2 separate regions of the Arachis hypogaea genome follow, and region 2 is linked to region 1. A link is a contact called in public Hi-C data. All regions are on one chromosome and are shown on one strand. The core of a region is the stretch at or near the end of the contact, and the rest is flanking DNA. Distances in the headings are between cores, read along the strand shown. Region 1 has its middle 7.4 kb from the start of LOC112750219. Region 2 holds the start of LOC112750220.

Region 1 (2,751 bases), core at 167-2,666:
AGGAAGTTTGGTGTTGAACAATAAAAACAAGAGGAGAAAAGCTCCCTGTTACTATCATTTCTATGTAGAAATGTTGAACCCTAAACATACATTAGCATGTGCCCAAAATTTGGGCTATGCCTATATCTACGGTTTTAAAAGGTCAAGCACCCTATGATTTAATTTTCTGCCGTTCAAAGTCTTCGTTATGGATAATAATAATAATAATAATAATAATAATAATAATAATAATAATAATAATAATAATAATAATAATAATAATAATAATAACTTTTTGGCAAAAGACAAGGTGTTTTCATTTTTTTAGCTAAGTTTTTGTATAGTAGATTTTATGGGAAACGCAAAGAAGAAAGTGAAATAGAGATTGAAGAAAAATGAGAGTGAGATACTGAGAAAAAAGCTGCAACGTCAAGTAAGAAAATATCTAGTTATTTCTTGAAAATATTATTTTATTCAATAATGCACGTTCCTCTGATTTTATTTTATTTTATTTTTGATTTTTTTTTTCTTTCGGAGGATACACTAATTTCTTCTTATTTTTGTTTGTGTCCGCTTCTTGTTTTATTTTATTGGTCGGTTTCTATATATTTGTCGACTGGAATTCTAATTGGTTTTTTGGTCGTAGCTTTTTTTATTAAAATTATGCTTTGGTTGATCTAGTAATTAACTTGCTAATCTGTTTAAATAAATATTTGAAGTTTGAATCTTATAATTTATTTATAGAGATGGTAACACTATTTGAATTTGTGGGTATTCATCTGTCTCTACTCACTTGGGGCAAGTAGGGCTGGCAATATATATCTTATTTGTAGGTATCTAATTCGGACTAATCCGTTATTGTCTATCCGACTTGCTGCGGGTAAGGTAGAATAGAATGTGAGTTTATCTTAGGGTACGGGTTTAGGATATACCCTACCCTACCCTATCTACATCCCTAATATATTATATAATATTATATGTAAAAGTTATGTATGTAGTGAAGAAAGTGAGTGTTGAACTCACAATCTTTCTCTTATAAAAACTTGAAATAACCACTAAGTTAGTTGATGATTATATTATTTGTAGTTTTATATTGGATTTCTTTAAGATTTTATTATTTTTAATTTAAATTTAAATTTAGTATTTTATTTTCTATTTTATTAATATGTATGAAATTTAGAATGGTTGAATTTTATATTTACTTAATTTTTTTTTATTTTTCTTCGGTAGGGTCAAGTAGGATAGGGTTTAGAACTTTAGGGTGCGTGTAGGGTTAGGGTTGAGAGATTTTCAACCCGTGGGTAGGGATAGGGTAGAATTTTAAAAAAGTTTTCAACCCGCGGGTAGGGTTAGAGTAGAACCCAAACTCTACCCTACCCTACCCTACCCTACCCTACCCATTGCCAGCCCTAGGGGCAGGTAATTATCCGTCCCGTACTAAGGGGAATTTATAGCAGGACGAATTTTTGGATGGTACGGAACGGGATCGGGTTTAGATAATACCTTCTCTTACTCGTTCTAGTATATATATATATATATATAATATGTGTAATATATGCAAAATAATTAGTTAAATGATTAATAATATTATATCATATTTAAAATTTTATAATTTATGATATGTATGTAACGATGGTTATATAAATTTTAAAAATTTATTTTATTTATTGGATTTTAATAATTATAGGGACAGGTAGGGGTGGAACAAGTACTTCCGAGGATAGAAGCAGGACGGATTCTATGCGAGTTATTGTAGGGCGACGGGGGATCGGGTAGAGTAAAAACACGCCTCTACCCGTCCGGTTGCCACCCCTATCTGGTTTTTTTTTTTTTTTTACTATCAAAGATAGAGAAATTCAAACCCGTAATTTCTAAGTGAGTATAAGAAAACTATGTCATTTGAGCTATAACTCGTTGGCATCTTATCTATTTACTAACAGTAAACCTTTAAACAAAACTTAGGTCCACAGCCAAAAAATGATATTTTGACGGATACCTGCTGGACACCCCCTGTTTCATATAAGGCTCACAGACCCATAAACCCTTTGTAAGCTTGTATTAAATCTGTAACCAATTTTCTTGGGCTTCATACAAATATCTAGAACCAACTTCTTGACCCAAAACCAGAGACCAACTTTACACACATATATTAAAAATACACATAATACAAAAAAAAAAAACCATACTTATAACAAAGAATCGTTTGGGTTTAATATTATTTTAATTAATTTATTGAAAAGTCACCGTAAAGATATTGATAGAGAGTAAAAATTAAGATGAAGCAACACAAAGTTGTACAAATAATAATAAAGTTAAAATAAATAAATAAAGGCTAAAAAAGGCAACTGCATCACTTTTTTTTTTTTTGGTTCATGACTGTATCACTTTCTTCAACTACTATCTTTAGTGGGAAAAAAATTGGGCTTGTTGAGATAAGATTTGTTACGTGGATGTCCATTTATGAAGGGCGGTGTAGTATTCTCAAAGAAGAATGTTTTTAATAAGCATTTGAAAATCTATCCTATGTACATCTATAAATAGAGGTTTAAGCTCTGAAAGTTACATAACAACAGAACAAAATACCATTCTCCCTTTCTTACAAATAAATCAATCCTCTTTTATGCTGCAATCAAATACTCTTCTCCTTATATTTTTACTACAATTCTTTCTCTTCTTTTATTTTATAAGTATTTTAAATTCTATTTTCTATTACTCTTTACATATAATATTAATAGCAATATTAACCATCTTTATTATATTGAGATTGTAACA
Region 2 (2,751 bases), core at 140-2,639, 450 kb before region 1:
CCGATCAAACCGTAATTAATTAAATAATAAATTAAATAGGAGCGAATATGGTTAGAAAATTTAGCAATCGGAATTTAATAATTTAAATATAATATTTAGACTCAGTGAATTTTTCTGAGTCGAAAAATATAGTTTTCTGAATAAAAATGCGCACTGAAAATTTGACCGGCAGTACCGGCTACGATCTGTCCGGTACTGTGGCTGAGAAAATTAATTAAAGTGAATAATTTTAAGAAATGAGAATTTATGATTTGGGAATGTAGAAATATTTAAAATACGATTTAAAACTCTAATCTTAAAGGTTTTGGCCCAAAGTTGGGCCAACGGACTAAAACAAGTGAACCGGGCCTAAGTGGATCCAAGACCAACATATATAAACATTAGTTATGAGTATTTCAGCTCATTTATCCTAAAGAAAGGGGTGTGGGGCGCTAAAATGGGGAAGAGAGGAAGAAGAGAGAAAATCCTAAATCCATCAAACTTCAAATCACCATAACTTTTGATCTGAAACTCCGATTGACGAGCCGTTTGCAGCCACGCGTCGCTCTTTTTATCCTCTATAATTCTATCTAAGTTTTGTAGTGAGTATTTCGTTCTTCTCTGTCCAGTTTTAATTTTTTCCTCTGAAAACGTGATTGGCTATGGGTGTTGAGTAATTTTATGATTTTGATTGTTTATGAGTGCTCTAATATGAGCCATTGGTGAGTTTCATCAACCAATTTTGTGGGTTAAGGTAAGGAACCCTCTAACCCTTGTGATTTATCAATTTCATAAACCGTAGGTTGATTATAAGTGTAAAAATTGATTATGTTAGAGTATTGGGTGATTTTGGTGCATAATTGGAAGATTGGTATTGCTTGTGGGGCCTTGGTAAGGGTTGGAGCTAAGGGTTGGTGGAGACTTCCAAGAAGAAGCTCAATTATTTTGGCTATAAGAGGTACGGTTTAAGTTTCATTTAAGTACCATGTGGTGTGATGAGAATTCCTAGACTAGATGCTCCTAAGATTAAGTTTGGATTGTGTAAATGGTTGGTACTAATATGTATAGTTGATATGTAATATAAATTAAAGATTGGGTTGAGAATTGTGTGAATTTGTATGTTTGGTGTGTTGAGAATTTGATGAATTGGATAATGAATATTAGTTTGTGGAATATGCATTTAAATTGTAAATTTGGGCCAGAGGCTGTGAATCTTGGGTCGGAGGCCGGAAAGACACTACAAAAAAATTGGATTGAAGTGGCAATAATTTTATGGCGGTTACACAAAAATGCCATTTTTCTGCCAATTTCGGCGTTTTTAGTCTCTGCCAAAATTTTCATATTTTTTTAGCGGTTTTAGTTGATTCTGGCGGTTTAAAACCGCCCCTATCATTTTCCGTTTCTCTTTTAATTTGGATGATGTATTGCTGCATATATGAGGAGTTTGTGGGTAATGTAAATGACAAACCCTAATCTTTCTCCGCCGTTTATCTCACGCCATTGTCCTTCACCTCACTTCGCTGCCAGTTATTTCCTCGCTATCATTCATCCCCTCATCGCTTCTCATCTCCTCGCCGCTGCAAGAAACGCTATTGTTGCTGCCTTCATTGAGCTTCTATCTAGTTCTCGATCTGACTTCGATTTGAATATTTGTTGCTGCCGCTTAATTCACCGCCATCGTTCATCTCCCTGCCGCTGCTCATCCCCTCGCGACACCTATCAACATCGTACCGCAGCCTTCAGTGAGCTTCTACGATCTTGTTCTGGCTTCGATCTGAAGGTTAGCCATCGCTTATCATCTCCTTGCTGCTTTGTTTATCACCTCGCCTCTGCAGGCAACATTGTTACTGCCATTAGCGAGCTTCTGCGATTTGGTGCTGCCTTCTGTGTAACTTCCGCGATTACGTCCTCGCTCTCACTGTCAAGAACTTCCTTGAGCACCGCCTCCAGACTCTCGTCTTCAAGTTCGGCGTGGCCAAGTCAATCCACCACGCCATGGTCCTCATTCGCCAGTGCCACATTGGTCTTTCTTTCTTCTTTTCACTTTTTTACTAAATTTTAGGGTTTTTAAATTCCTAAATTTCTATCAATGGTTTGTTTTTGTTCACTGTCAAATTAAGAATCTAATTTCCTTGATTTCTAGGCTTTTGATAAAGTATTATTAAGTTTTGTGATAATAGAAGATCTATTGATTTCAGATGTGCTACTCCAGCTTCATCAAGATTTGCCAATAATAACAATAATAATGATGCACTAGTTCCAGCAACTAAGAATATCAATAGGCCTAGCATGGTGGTGAATGTGAAGGTCTTGAAGAAGCTCTTCTCTGTTAACAACTTTCAAAAGAAACCAAGAAGGAGAGTAAGATAATTATCCTTTTCCTGTGGTGATTTATGTCAATTAGGTATAAAATTGATCTTTTATTCATGTATAAAATTTGAAAGGCTTTTATTAGTCTTTAGTGAGGGGATTAATCCTTATCACTAGAAAGCTATGCCTCTTCAAATGCAATGTAAATATAAATTATAGGGAGAATTTTTCTTTGATTCATTGTTACATGTCACATATGTTCCTATTGGTTCTGTTCCAATCTCTTTTAGCCAAGCCAATTAGATGAAGTTTGAGGCTTTTAAAGTGGCACTATAATCTTCTTGTTTTGGTAGGGGAAGGAAAATAAGCACAATAATGTAATTTCCATTATTCATTTTTTGTTCACTTATAAGCGTTGATTTCTCCATCGGTTATTTATGGATAGTTTCTTAGTAGCTTGTT

The links. Hi-C and Micro-C count contacts between places; a contact is called where the count stands out from the background.
Region 2: a contact with region 1 is called in a Hi-C map of an unstated tissue, with 4 times the contacts expected there. The contact joins the promoter of LOC112750220 here to the enhancer-like site in region 1. A contact is called at or near these places in 2 of 8 Hi-C or Micro-C datasets (leaf and an unstated tissue).

What each region holds. Positions count from the first base shown.
Region 1 is chr15:42,485,241-42,487,991 of arahy.Tifrunner.gnm2.J5K5, reverse strand. No RefSeq gene overlaps it. Among protein-coding and RNA genes, the nearest start is that of LOC112750219, 7.4 kb to the right of the region's middle. Within about 2 kb of position 1,416, at least 1 of the 3 cell types and tissues checked has open chromatin away from gene starts, as enhancers often do.
Region 2 is chr15:42,936,126-42,938,876 of arahy.Tifrunner.gnm2.J5K5, reverse strand. LOC112750220 reads left to right here and starts at 1,389. Exons shown (of 9, transcript XM_072216182.1): 1 at 1,389-1,721; 2 at 1,815-2,002; 3 at 2,178-2,751. The coding sequence starts at 1,439. The coding sequence ends at 2,213.